2 separate regions of the Rattus norvegicus genome follow, and region 2 is linked to region 1. Evidence: chromatin contacts called from public Hi-C data. All regions are on one chromosome and are shown on one strand. The core of a region is the stretch at or near the end of the contact, and the rest is flanking DNA. Distances in the headings are between cores, read along the strand shown.

Region 1 (7,199 bases), core at 1,505-4,004:
AAACAGCTGCATCTTCGGTGCCGAGATGACTGATAGCTACTGGATTGCAGATGCAGGTCTAGGAAAATTCTTCCCAAAAAAATTATGACAGAGAAGCACAGCTCACCCCCATACATCCTTTTGCTGGCTCATAAAGGAGTGTAAGCCACTCGTTCTAGCATTCATCACTGTTAGCATCGCCACACATCAACTGTCCGTCACAAACAATCACTTTGGGCCGTAGTAGAATTAGCAAAAGTACTTTGTTGTGATCTGGCAGCTTCCAGAACTTGCCAGATGTTGAGCAGCACTATCTGCACACCTGACAAAGAAAACTGACCTTGGCCGCTAAAAGGCTCAACTGCTCAGAAAGATATGCCTCTGTTGCCTTCTGTATGCTCAACACACCTTCCATTACAAGGTTGCAGGAAACTTTCTTTCCAGATCTACAAAAATGTGCAGAGAGAAGAGTAAGCCTCTTTGAGTCAAGAGGACTAGAGTTTACAAATGTAAGACCTGATCTCACTGAAACTTGCCATTGGGCAGGGAAGACCATGGATAAACTAGACAAAGGGCTTATGTTTACACTGTGGTGAGGATGAAAATGAGCTACCTGTACCTCTCAACTATGACCAAGTATTCTTTTGGAAATGCACATTAGAAGATCATGAAGCAATCCCCCTCCTCCTTCCCCAGTTATATCATCGTGGGCTGATTTGTTGAAATTGCTTGAAAGTTAGTTAAAGGGCCTTGGAAAGTGGGAACTGTTTGTTTTTATCTGGGACAGGAGAAACAACAGATATGAAAGGTGTGGATTCCTCTGTTGTAGCAAGGTGGGGATTTTCCTGAGGACAAAGGAGGGCAGGCAGCTTGAAGCATCAGACACTAGACTCCCAAGATTGCCATCGGTGCCTTTTGGAAATAACCCTGCATGCTTTAGCTTCCCATGGGCTATTGATGAAATGATCTACTTAGAGAGCTTAGAAACAATGCCTGGGACACAACACACACCCATGAAATGTCCATAATTGTTAGTTTGAGCACCAAATATGCCAATAATTCTTAGCTCTTTTGCCCTCTATTGTTCTTAAAGTTTCACGAGACTTTAGGCAAGGCTGTTGAATCATGCAAAGGAAAAAAGAACAGGCGTATCCTAATGAGTATCAAATCCCTCTCTAGATGGCAAAACTGGGGTACAGAGATGACAGTGGTTTGCCGAAGGGCTTATAGGCTGCTCCTGAAATGGAAGGAGGGGGTCCTTTAAGGAAGGGGTGATGGAGGTCCTGAAGGGCAAGTCCTCGGTATAGGTACAGGTTGGAGTTGCAATGGAGACCGGAAGTTAACCTGGTTTCTACTGCGCAGAGATAACAAACCCAGAATCGGTAAAACACAATAGCATGATGTACAGAAAGAGGACATGGGCTGAGCTCTGTAGAACCATTTGTTTTCATAACAAGGACTGCTGTTAGTAGGTCTTTAGCGGTAGCAGACAGACCCCATTTAGGATGTTATGATATACTTTGGCGCACTCTCATATCCTGGCACCATGCCTGGCCTGGCACCCAGATGACACCGGGGAACGTTTGTGGAATGAATACTTGCAGTCTGGTTTGGGCGGGGTGGGGGGTGGGAGGTGGGATGCGGAGGGAGACAGTGGGATAACTTTGCCTGCGATTCAAACTCTTCTTTCAAAAGCCAAAGTTCTAAGCACTTTGCAGGCTGGAGCCTACACTTATTTGTGGTGTGTTGAAACCCATTTCAGCCCAGAGGCTTGGGTTGAAGACTTGCAGCACACCTCGCCTGGACGCACACATCTTAGTATAGCCGCTTTCTCTGAAGCCCTTATTTTTCTGGTTTGCGGTTTATTTACTTGAGCATTTACAGATTCCAGGAGCAAAGGGGTCCTAGAAGCGGGGTCAGGACCAGGTCGCGGTTTGTATTTCTTTCCTGCTTCGCGATCACAACATCAGCCAAGTCACAACATGGTTCCTTTATTTGCTCACTCGAAAGGGTTGCGTTCCTTTTACCTCCCACCGGGCGACGAAAGACAGACACAGCTCGGATTCAGAAAAGGGCTTTCACACGATTACCCCGCATCCTCGATAGCAGGGACCACCTCATTGCCAGACTTTTCATGCAGACACTAGCAGGATCCAATAAAGAACTGGAACAGATTTAATAAAGACAAACTTGCTTCTTTAATCCTTGACCGCAAAACACTGGCGTTTTTGTGCCTCGGATTTCTGAAATTCTTGGCTCCAGGACACAGGACGCGCGGGGGTGGGTAAACAGCTTGTAAAAACTTCCCAAAGTAGTAATCCGAGCTCTTCCTCTCTCTCTGGCCCCTAGTGACACCTGACTTTAGAAAAGGGACAGTCAAAAGAGAAGGGTTCACAGGGGTAAGGGACACCCTGTGGATCGGGCTTGCCAAACCTGGGGAGTTCGCTGCTTAGACACAGGTTCGCAGCCCCAGCCTTCCCGCTCGGCGCCCCTCCCCCGACCCTGGTCAGTGCGCGGGAGTCTATTTAGAACCCAGCCCCAGAGCCCAGGGCATTCTGGGACTTGTAGTCCTTCTGCGCAGCCCCAGGCGCCGGCAGGACCTGGGAATCGGACTACATTGCCCAGGGAGCTTCCGGGCCTATATAAGCGGCCGGGAGCTGCTTCAAAGTGCAGTAACCATGTGGATGTTCTGCTGAAGCGTTTCCTCAAGCCTGCCGGGGTGGGAGGAGAGGAGGAGGAGGTGGTGGTGGAGGAGGTGGAGGCAGGGGGTGGAGAGAGAGAAAGCGCACGCCGAGAGGAGGTGTGGGTGTTCCGCTCCCATCCTAACGGAACGAGCTCCCTCTTCGCGGACATGGGATTGCCCAGCGGCTGCTAACCCCTGTCCTGGTCCTGATCCCTCAAACCGGCGTGGCTCCCCGGTCACCAAGGTAGCTGCTGGGGCCGGGCAGAGGGCTCGGGGAGTTGGCACTGGCTCCCGTGCGCTGAAGTTTTTGCCCTGATCACTGGGAGTTCTTGGTGGCTTTGCATGCACTTATGCACTTGGCGTGTATTTTGGGGCTTCTTTCCCTGCGAGCAGTTTTGGGAGGCGGTCTGATTTTTTTTTTCAGGCTTAAGTAACCCCAAATGTCCTCGACTCTAGTGACCGGCTTCAACCTCCTTCCCCGTACTGAAATGGCATTCCCCCAAGTTGGAAACGGCTGGAGTGTTTGCAGGAAATAGTTTTCCCCCCTGGGGGGGTATTTGAGGGGGTGTCATATGAGTTTGCTCAAGGAAATAATCTTTCTAAAAATGTAGCTAGCCCTGTTGCGCTGCTTGGCTGGTAGGATAATGCATGCGTGGGGGCCCCCGTGGGTTTAAAAAAAAAGGAAGAAAACCGGAGGAAGCAGGGGCGGGAGCGATGAGAGAAGTGTGGACGGAGCTCGTGCCCAATGAGGACGCGGGTTTCACATACTTGGCCTCCACGCGGGGAAACAAGTGCTTTGGGATCTCAACACTTCCTTTCGTCCACAGTCTCTTCCCCCCACCCCCCCATCGTATTCGAAGTTTCTGCGTGCCTGATCTTTCTGGTCAGCTCCGGACGGGAAATAAGCATGCTGGGGTTGCTTTTATCTGGGGGCAAGAGATCCCTCCAACTTGACTGCTAAATTTGGAGGTGGGGAGTGGGATCTGCAGGAAAAGCGAACGGAGACTAAAAAAGTCGAAACCTGTCTTTGGGAACATTCTGATAGACCGTCGCAAGATCCCATACTCAGTCTTCTTTCTTTGTAAATATTTAGGAGCTGACTACAAAGGATTTGCATCCTTGGCTGGGAGTCCATTGGCTACAGAGTGCCTGACCTGGGTCAGGTGAGTGTGGGAGCTGAGTTCTGTAGTCAAGAATGTTTGTTTGTTTGTTTGTTTGTTTTGTCCTAAGCATTTTGTAACTCCGCTTGTAACGTACATAGAGGTAGAGTAGGGAAGAGAAAGAAACTGTGGTCAAAATTGGTCATGGTCTTGAGTAAAGATCCAGTGACAGCTACTTTTGAAGGTTGCTTAGAATCGAAGCATGGGGGTAAAGGGGTGGTGGGTAAGCAACAGCAACAAGCAGTAAATTGCGGTAGATTGTAAAGTGGGTGGTCCCTTACCAGCCTGAAAGGCACCCTCATTATTTAGACTCCCAAAGATGCAGAACTTTTCGTTTGCCAAGATCCCTAAGCAAAAGTGAGATACTCCTCCCTTTCACAAACTGTCACTTGGTTCTGTTCTGTCGTGGGCTTTCACCACGTAACCAGAGTGGGCTGGGTTGCAAGAAATGAAAGCGACAAATTGAAAGAATGAGAACTTAACAGGAAGTAAGAGCTTAAAGAATACCACTGTAGCTTCCAGGATTTCACAGGAGCCACCTGCATATCAAGGAACCCAGCGTGCTTCTCTTGCTTTGGTACCTGTTCCCGGATGAGGGGCTGAGGGCAGTGTTTCTGTCAATATAATGACATTTATCACAGCCCATTCCTAGAAAATAAAGCCTCTCTCTGTAGGTACACAGACGCCCCTATGGTTTCAGGTTTGTCTATCAAGTTTTTTCTTCTAAAATGTCTGGTAATTGAGTAAACAACAGGTTAATAGGAGTGGGGAGCTGTGGGCAGCTGGTCCTTGGTAACTTCTTTAATGTCCTAAATATTTAGCTGTTCCCTGGGCTACAATCTTTGGGCTTTTCTAATTAGTGAATGAAAGCCAGATACTTCATTATGGTAGCACAGTGCTTTTGTTTCCTGTTGATAAGGTCCTCAGGAGTACTGGTGGAGTGGGAAACATTTGGATGGGAAGGCTAGTTCTCCTATGGACTAATGTCTGTGTTGATCAAAGAGGGGTCAGTCTTCTCTTTGAAGTATGCTACAGACACCGTTAACTGGTCCACAGACTCTTCTCTATCTTTTGCCTAAAAATAATGAGGCTGTCCCATTAGGTTAGAGCAAGCCAGGTGCAAAGCTGTATATCACAGAAGACCTTAGATACGGGTGAAGAAACCGAGATTCAGAATGAAGTCACTGGGCAGCCCAGGCAGTAATGTGTACCACTTGTGCTTAAGTTTATGGGGAGAGAGAGAGAGAGATGCTAGGAAAAATAGTGAACCCATTGCTCTTAATGCCTTAACTCTGATTTATGTCTCACCAACAATGTACCAGCTATTTAGTTTGATGTAAGAAGGAAATGATACAGCCCTTGGCAGGGATAAAAGAATGTAGTTATTTGTAGGAGGATTTAATGTTGGGCTGAATTCATGTTAGAAAAGCTCTGTGTGTGTGTGTGTGTGTGTGTGTGTGTGTGTGTGTGTGTGTGTGTGTGTGTGTGTGTTTTGAAAGCTTGAATCAGGACAGTTAAGAAGGAAAACCAGAGGAAACCCAGTGTCTACGTGCAGTGTTAGTCCTGGCTCATAGTTGGAGTAGCTTTTGGTCATTCCCATCAAGGCACCTGAGCAGGTTGAAAGAGTCAGGTGTGTCTCTAGCTGAATAATTGGAAATCTTAAACTGCTTCAGTTCAACCTGTGGAATGTTGGTAGCTTGTCCTGTGGTCTCTGGTTTGCCTGGTTGCTAGTTGTATGCAGTGTTTTTCTTCTCCATTTCTTCTTCAGTCATGTGGATGTATGCATGTTATGAGTATACATTGAACGTATAATTTGCTCCTTGACTACATCAATTCGAAACAGAAAATCCCATCAAGATTTCCTTCTATCCGAGCAGGGCAAGTTCTTTATGTTCCGAAAGACTCACTCTGGCCTCTCCATCGAGGCCCATGAAAGTCACCGAGGTGCTATCACCCATTCAAACATGGCTCCTTTTGCCAGCCTTCCTTGAAGAATATGAGGCGAGGGGTGGCTTAGAAGAGAAATAGGTTAATGCCACAAGAACGATCTATTGACTTTGCCCTCCAAGTGTTTTCAGCTGCAAAAGCACTAGACTGTGGAGGTGGGGGGCAAGAGTGGGACGCCCTGGAACTAATTCAATGGTGTGCAAGGAATGGACTTGAGAAAAATTCACATGGCTTTTTAGCTCATAATGATCTCATGGAGTTTCTGTTGACTTTTTTTTTTTTAATACAAGCAGCTTTTTTAAAAACAGACCAAATGAAACAACAGATACCAAATATGAACAACAGACCCCCCCCCCAAAAAAAAATCTACCAAAATAAAAGCAGGCCTGGAGTTAGGTTTCTAGGTCAAGCTGTCCTTGGATACTTCTAATTAAGGAATCTACACAAGGACAGTGTCCTGTCTTGTCTGCTTTTGGTTTGATGTTTTAAAATATAATGCGTTTGCATTCGCAGATCTCTGATAACTAAAATTGCATGCAGTTGTGTTAGCTCTTTTTTTTTATTTTATTTATTTCTTTGCTGTTGAAGTTTGATGAATGAGATTAGGCTTGAAGTCAATGGTATGAATTACAGTGCTTTTATGGGTCATTCTTCCTGTCAGAGTGTCTGTCGTTCTGAGAACATTGCTGGTGAGGGATGAGCTGAATAAACTCCTGAAGCTACCACCTGGTAAACCATGACGTTCCCTAGGCTGGTCAGAGTTGAAGGCGGTTGGTGGCATCCATGGACCTCACAGACTTTCACCCTGTTAAAATTGTTTCAATTCAAGGGTTTTGTGTTGCTTACCCAACAGATTTCTTGAATACCTGCTATGTGCCAACTGTGTTCTAGGTGCTTGGGGTATGGCAAGTTGGTTCCTCAGGGGTTTACATTGCAGCTAGTAGGAAGCGATCAATGTAAACAACCAGGTAGTGTAGTAGGGCAGGTGGAGAGTGTTGTGAAATAGTCAAACAAGGAGGGGATGAGCAGAGAATAACGGTGGCCAAAGTGTGGAGGAACCAGAATCCTTGTGTATCGTTGGTGGGAATGCAAGAGGTAGCTCTTGGATATAACAGTATGGTAACTCCTGAAAATATGAAACAGGATTATTATAAGATTTGGCATTTCCATTTGTAGTTATCAGAGGAATTTAAAACAAGAACTTAAGGGGGCTGGAGAGATGGCTCAGTGGCTAAGAGTACTGATTGCTGTTCCAGAGGTCCTGAGTTCAATTTCCGGCAAGCACATGGTGGCTCACAACCATCTGTAATGGGATCTGATGCCCTCTTCTGGTGTGTCTGAAGATAGCAACAATGTATTCATATAACTAAAATAAATAAATCTTTTAAAACAAAAAACAAAAACAAAAGCCAACTTAAGCGTTTGTTTTA
Region 2 (7,199 bases), core at 3,201-5,700, 430 kb after region 1:
CAGTGTTCAGTGTGGGACTGAACAATTCTGAAGGGTCCTCACACAGACTACAATGTATATGGCTCCCCCTGGAGTTGAGCAGTACATAATTGGTATACCTCCCCCAGGCAGCCCTTAAGTGTGAACAAGAGTAAAGCTAGTTATTTTTACTTAAATTATCTTCCCCAGGTTTGATGATTAAAATGTAATTAAAAGTGTCATCATGCTTACTTTTTAAAAAAAATTAAGACAGAGTCTTCCTATGTACTGCTAGAACTCACTATGTAGATCGCCACCAAGATCCTACCTCTGTCCCCCTAGGGCTGGGATTACAGGTGTGCAAGACCGAGGCTGATTAAAATAACCTACTTTCAAATTACAGAGTGAAACTCTCATATTTCAGTGTAATGTGATTTTTCTAAACACCCTGCCTTCCTACACAAAAGAAACCCAACAATGTTATCTCAGATTTACTAATAAAGTCAATGTGTTACTGTATAACCTCAGAATTAAAAGGAGAGCGTATAGCTTTTGAAGTCTATCAAATGTGGATTCTCAGTCCCATCTAACCCAGACCATATAAGCCGGGGTAGCTACTTAATATCCCTGAGCTTCCATTTCCCAAAGGCTGACATTATATAGTCTCAGGACCTGGTCCAGTGTCTTGCATGGGAGGAATTCTCTCAACGAATAAATGTGTTATATGAAATGGGCTAGCACTAAGCAGCCTTGTAAGCTGGTAGCAACATACACCAAGTTCTTAGCATATGGCCTGAGAACTAGCACACAGTAACTAAACACGCATCCATAAACGGCCTACAAAAGACTTTTAACATCTGGTCTTCTCAGCTCACTAGCCCTCTCCCACCCTTGGGAGTGCGTTTTCCTTTCTTACTAAACTGTCCCTAATTTTTGAAAAAGCAGAGGACAATCAGAAACAGTAATACCCTTCAGGATAGAAAGGTACCTAGTGGGAGAAATTATTTTTCAAATAGTTGTAATTTATTCAAGAAAAAAACCAACAGATTTCTCCTTTATATCACTTTTTGAGACAGAGTCTTGTAGAAAAGTTTAATGCCAATCCAAGGTTGAAGGAGAAGGTAACAGAGGGAAGCCACCAAGAGTTAGGCGAGCCATGAAACTGTGGCCCCGGGGGCTGGCCAATTAAAGTTAAGAGAAGTCCAGATGAGACATAGTAAGTAATAACTTGGGGCTATTAAAAGGAAAGTAGATTCTAATAGCACAGAGGGTAGATATCTGCCCAGGACTAGCACTGATTAATGCTTATTATAAAAATAAAAGTTGTGTGTCTCTTTTATCTGGGAACTAAATGGTCTAAGGCAGGGTAGAAATCCCAGATTGGGATTAAATTTTTTTTTACAACAGGCTAACTTTTTATTAAAAATTACATATGTATATGTAACATATAAAAAATAACTTTTTATGATCCTCCTGACTTTACCTGGGCATTGCTGAGATTAAAGGCAAGTGGTGACACCACTCCCAGTTTTGTGCTCTGCTGGGGACAGAACTCAGGCTTTAGTGCATGCCAAGCAGGCAGGCAGGCAAGTCTGTCAAAGGAGCTACGACAGCCCCCACATAACATGCAAGTTATTTCGTTTGCTTGCCTGCCTGCCTTCCTTCTTTTCCTCCTTTCTTCCTTCTTTTTACAGATTAAAAAGAAGAAATCCTGCCTCAGCCTGATGGGGCTAATGTTGGAGTATTTGGGACAAATACAAAAGTAGGAATTAGTTTCTGTCTACAATGCCCAGAACTCAGGAAGCTGATACAGGAGGATTTTGAAGTCAAAGCCTACCAGGCATTTAAGGACCTGATAAATAATTTTAAAAAAGTTAAATTGAACAATGCACAGACTTCGTTATTTACAGAAGCAAATAGCGATGGAAATTTACTGATCAGTCAAATAATCTTAAGGGTGTTATTTTCCTGAGCTATGAGCCATGCAGGCAGAATTGCAGAGATTCACTCCTGGGAGGTGGGGGACGGCACAAGAGAGGACATAGCCTCCTTCCTCCAACACAGCTTATTTCCTAGTGGAACTATAGTTTTGGTGCAACCATGACAACACTTCCCCCTTAGAGTCACAGGAAGGTCGCAGCCCTTCCTTACCCCCACCCTACCCTAGTCTGCAAGCACATACCCAAACCTCTAGTCCTACTGCCCACCTCCTGGCAGGAAAGGTGGGAGCATTCATTCCCTCCAGGGAGATTGATGATAACCTGTCAGCAAAGTACGTCTGTCTGGGGAGGAGGGATGAAACTCTAAGCCTGAAAGTGAGGTCAGCCAGTGAACAGTTAGAGAAGCCATCATTTCTCACACTTACTAATGGGTTTGACGCTTGTGAAACATAAACAGGAAGTAGAAGCTTTCAGCGACCTGAAGGAAATGCACTCACAGTTTGGTCAACATGTGAATCCCTGTCCTCTAGGTCGTCAGAATACTGACAGTGAAGACTGACCCACCAAAATGCACCCCGTCCCAGCAGTGACCTCATTTTCCCCAAGTTCCCCAGCCAGGTCACTCCGCAGCAGCGGGGTGACTGACCCTAAGCACGGTAGGGAAGGTTAACAGTCATCTCTCAACTCCCCGAACTTGCAGGGCAGGGGAGCGCAGAGGTCAGTGAAATCCCCAGCCAGGCCTTATTTTAGTCACGACTTTCCACTGGCCCCTTGCTGTGTGTCAGCGCCGCTCACAGCGCCGCAGGTTCTGCGTTTCAGAGGCTTTCCCAGCTCCGGGCTGTTAGAAGGTCAAAGAGACCAGATTTTTCCAATGCAGGTCGGTGGGGGTGGGGCCCGGCGGCCTCCGCGAGATTGAAGAGCGCTGGGGCCCCTGGAGCTGCCCTTGTGCCCCGCGCTCGGGCTTGTGGGTTAACCTCTACTACCTAAACGTCTTGGTTAGTATTAAATTAAAACTTTCTCGTTTTATATTCTCTGCCAGTGGCCCCGATAGACTTTCTGCTGAAGGCAGTCTTCTGATTGGCCTGGTTGGCTCCCTCCCAAAGGTCCTTGTAAATTCAAGGTCAAAATCCGTGCTTGTTACCTCCACTGTCTCCAGCCACGAGCTCGACTGGGTAAGGGGCTCAGTGAGTGTGTGCTGCACATATGTGGAGATTTCACTGTGATAAACCAAGAGGATGGGGCGTGGGAGTGGGGGTCCTCCTGTCTCCTCTCTCCTGTCCTGGAATAGACTGCAAACAGCGCCACCCAAGTTCCTGGTTAGCTTCGGGATCCCATGCCGGCTGGCAGCCCGGTGCGCGGGGGTCACGGCTTGGAAGCCGGCGCGGAGAGGCTTGCAGTGAGCCGAGCTCCGGCCCGCGTCTGGGCCACGTGAAGCGTCACGCCCCGCGCTGCTGCAGGGCAGGCGCCGTCGCCGCGGTTGTGTAACTCTGCAGCCGGAGGGGAGGCGACCCGGACGCCTCTGCATCGGAGGGGGCAGAGGAGGGAGGGAACGCCGGGCACCGTGCCCGGTATCTTTCTGTGCTTGACTAGCCAGGGTGGGTGGGGGCAGTGAGGCACCCTGGAAGGCGGGAGGAGATGGGTGCGCGCCAGTCGGGTGCCAGGCCACCCGCAGGCTGCGCCCGGGAGCTGAGCTCCCGGGAGAGTTGGGGGAGGGGAGGGTCCGCACGGCTCACACGGTCCACGGTCAGGTGCGCTCGGCGTGCTCGGCGGCGGCCTCGGCTGCCCTAGCGCCTGGCCACCAGCCCGCTTCCCATGGGGTGACATCCGCCCCGCCCTCGGTCCCTCCCCAAGGCGGGCAATTCCTGGACACTGAGGCTGAGCGTTGGGGGGCTGGGAAGCCAGGACGGAAAGAAACCCCAGCCTCTGGGGAAGGCCAAGGGGGGCCGACAACTCCCTCCGCTGCGCACCGGTTCCTAGGAGCGGGCCAGGCGGGGGAGGAGGAAGAGGGCTGGGCTGGAGCGACCAAGGGGATATTCCTCTCCCGGCTTGAGTCAGACGCGGGCGGAATCCGTCCTCCCCCGTTCCCTCCCAGGAGACGGGAACTTACTTCATTTCCCTGGGGCAGGTTCGCCCACGTTACCAACTCTTCCCCCCGCCCCCCAGCTCCCCAGTTCCTTCCAGCTTCCGTGCCCCCCACCCAGCTGGGCAGGACTCTGGCTGCGCTGCCACCCCCTCTTTCGGGGAAAGGAGGCCGCAGCCGCAGACACCTGGGGCCCGAGGTTTGGGGCGGCGGGGAGGGGGGGCACTTTGCAGCCGCCAGAGCGTTGTCCAACACGTGAGACTCATGTGATGAAGCCGGGGGAGGGCGGGCAGGTCGCTCCTTCCCTCCCCGGCAGCGGCCAGACGTGCTTGGAGTCACAGGGTAGAACACGTAGCTTCTACCCACCCACTCGCTCCCATTTAACCCAGCCCGCAGCCTCTCCTTACTCCTCGGCTCGTCCCCTCCAGCAACCACCGCCCCCCCCCCCGCTCCGCCCTAAGCAACCCCCCCTTTCCCTCCCGCCTCTCCACCCGCCCCACTTCTCATTCACTTGGCTCGCACGGCGCAGACAGCGCAGCGAGCACACACCGCCAGTCTGTGTGCAGAGCGGGAGCCAGAAGCCGTGGGGGACACCCGGTCATGCACGCCCCCAACTGAAGCGACACCTCAAAGCCGCAGCTCCTGGCAGCCCAGCGCATTGCAAGAAGCTCAGGCTAGCTCATAGGAACATACCCCTTGAGACCCTCGGATCCTCCCTTCCAGGGCAGTCCTCTCTCAGACTCTCTGCTAAGTGCAGACAGGAGCGCACAGTGGCCCCTGCTCGCCGCATCATGGAGCGGATCCCCAGCGCGCAACCACCTCCTACCTGCCTGCCCAAAACGCCAGGGCTGGAGCACGGAGACCTGTCAGGGTAAGTGTGCGCTGTGATCCCTTCAAGTCTCCGCTCCTCACCGTGTCTTCCATACCACTCTCAACTTGGGGCATCTCTGGGCATATAGGGGGCTTCTTGCATCTGTAGGACTTCTGCAGCCAGTACGCACTTGGGAGTCACGGCTCTTTCTGGCCTTTCTCCCTGCAGGATGGATTTTGCCCACATGTACCAAGTGTACAAGTCCAGGCGGGGAATAAAACGGAGCGAGGACAGCAAGGTAGGTGCATCCCTGGGGACCCCGTTCCTTAGCCTCTCGCGTGCGCTGAGTTTCCAAGGAAAAGTTTGCTTGTTTGAAGGTTGGCTGGGGGTTTCGGGATGTGATGAGCTTATTGTCACAAGTGAGTGACTTGGGAAAGAAGGGGCAGAGAAGGTGATCCTCGGTGCGTCTCTGCGCCCTCGCAGAATTTTTTTCCCTCTGGTGCTGGGTGGGGAGGAAGGGAGGAAGCTTCGTGTTCCCTTTCTCAGGCACCCACTGCTTCCATTTATTCCTTGCAGGAAACTTACAAATTGCCGCACCGGTTGATTGAGAAAAAGAGACGTGACCGGATTAACGAGTGCATTGCCCAGCTGAAGGATCTCCTACCCGAACATCTCAAACTTACTGTAAGTGAGAACCTGGCTGCGCTCCAACCCAGTTCTTCTGCCCAGAGGGCGGGTGGGGGTCACCCGCCGCCTGCAGGCGTCAACGGGAACTGCAGGCTAGACGGGCGGATCAAAGCTCCTAGTAGTTCTGGTTTGGAGGGAACCCAGACCCAGACCCAGGACTTCCAGGCAGAGGCAGAACCAGAACCATCTGGGGCCTCTTTAAGTTGGCTCCAACACTAGCACAGCTTCCTTTTGGTATTTTTTTTTCTTTCTCACCACCTCGTAGTCTCCCTTAACTTAAAAGGAACAAACCGTGAGATTAAAAAATTATGCCCTTCTCCTTGTCCTCTTACCATCCACGAGAGGACCTACTTTATTTAATGTGTGCCTTTTCTTTTCATCATCATCTTTACTGGTAACCGAAAGCTTTCTGGATTTTCCTTCGGGAAAAGTGTTTGGAAAGGAAGACGAAAAGCCTGCATGACTGGAAGTCCTGAACGGGTGTTTGGGGGGGGGGGGGATGTGTAAAAAAAAAATTCAGCACACTGGGAAAGCCGTTTGGTTGCCAGACACAGTAGACATCCCTCCCTGAGTTGACACCACAGCAGGGAAATGTTATCTCCGGAGTCCCCTGAGTTAAGGTCAGGGCAGCTGCTGGAGAAATATATCTGTCAGCTCACTCCCGAGACTGTAACAGCTACCAAAATGCCTCCAAAGATAGGCAACACATGTTTGACTTTTTTTAAGCCTTTGATCGTTATATGGATATGTTAACACATCTGCAAACTTTAAATTTAGTGGGGCAGGAAAAGCTCTTCCTATCTCGTTGTCTACACCCAATTCTCATAACAAATAGTGTGTGTCAGAAGGGACTTCACTGACCTCACAGGTGACGGAAGCTCCCTTTTTTTTGTTTCCTCAGACTTTGGGTCACTTGGAGAAAGCAGTGGTTCTCGAGCTGACGCTGAAGCACGTGAAAGCATTGACAAACCTAATTGATCAGCAGCAGCAGAAAATCATGGCCCTGCAGAGCGGTTTACAAGCTGGTGAGTGCCTGGCCTGATTAGTGTCTCAGCACAGATCGAGCCCGGAGGGCTGGCTGTGGCTCCTGACTCTGAGCTACCATCTCCTTTGCACATTCACTGGGGGAGATGCTTTTCTGATTCTTTCCTAAAAGGTCATACTTTCCCATACGGAATGCTGCTGTGCACCACCTGGAATGAGTACTTATTAGCCCAGTGATGAAATGTTCCTGTGACATTTTGGCCCGAGAGTGTCTCGGTTCTGGGAGACTTCCCCATCCCCCTTTAAAATGCCAAGGCATCGATAATTTGCATTGTGGGTGTTTTTACAGTTGGTCTGCTGAGCCCTCATTCATGGGTGAGCAGAACACGGGTCTGCCCCTAGTGTTTTCCTGTCCCTTTGCTTCCTTGTCTTTGGATGTGGGATGCAGTCTTGGCAGGATGACAGCAGGCTTTTTTTTTTTTTTTTTTTTTTTTTCTTGCCTGCATTTCATTGTGGTTCCCTGAATAGCCACTAGGTATCTTGGCAAATTGCACAATCCAATGAAACCACTGGTTTCATCATTCATTTATCCTGAGTTTCAGAGAATCAGGGGCACCTTCTAACCTCCCCCTTCTCCCTTCTAGATCATACAGTACAGACCAGGGGGAATCCTAACACCTACCCCTCAGGCATTCTTCTGTTCCGTCCAAGGCTAGTACAAGAATCACAAACAAAAACC

What was found. Hi-C and Micro-C count contacts between places; a contact is called where the count stands out from the background.
Region 2: a contact with region 1 is called in a Hi-C map of prefrontal cortex, with 3 times the contacts expected there. The contact joins the promoter of Bhlhe40 here to the promoter of Itpr1 in region 1.

Annotation. Positions count from the first base shown.
Region 1 is chr4:142,740,686-142,747,884 of GRCr8, forward strand. It overlaps Itpr1 (inositol 1,4,5-trisphosphate receptor, type 1), which reads left to right and starts at 2,755. Exons shown (of 62, transcript NM_001007235.2): 1 at 2,755-2,906; 2 at 3,756-3,825.
Region 2 is chr4:143,170,000-143,177,198 of GRCr8, forward strand. Bhlhe40 (basic helix-loop-helix family, member e40) reads left to right here and starts at 4,451. Exons shown (of 5, transcript NM_053328.2): 1 at 4,451-4,849; 2 at 5,018-5,087; 3 at 5,366-5,473; 4 at 6,378-6,501. The coding sequence starts at 4,770.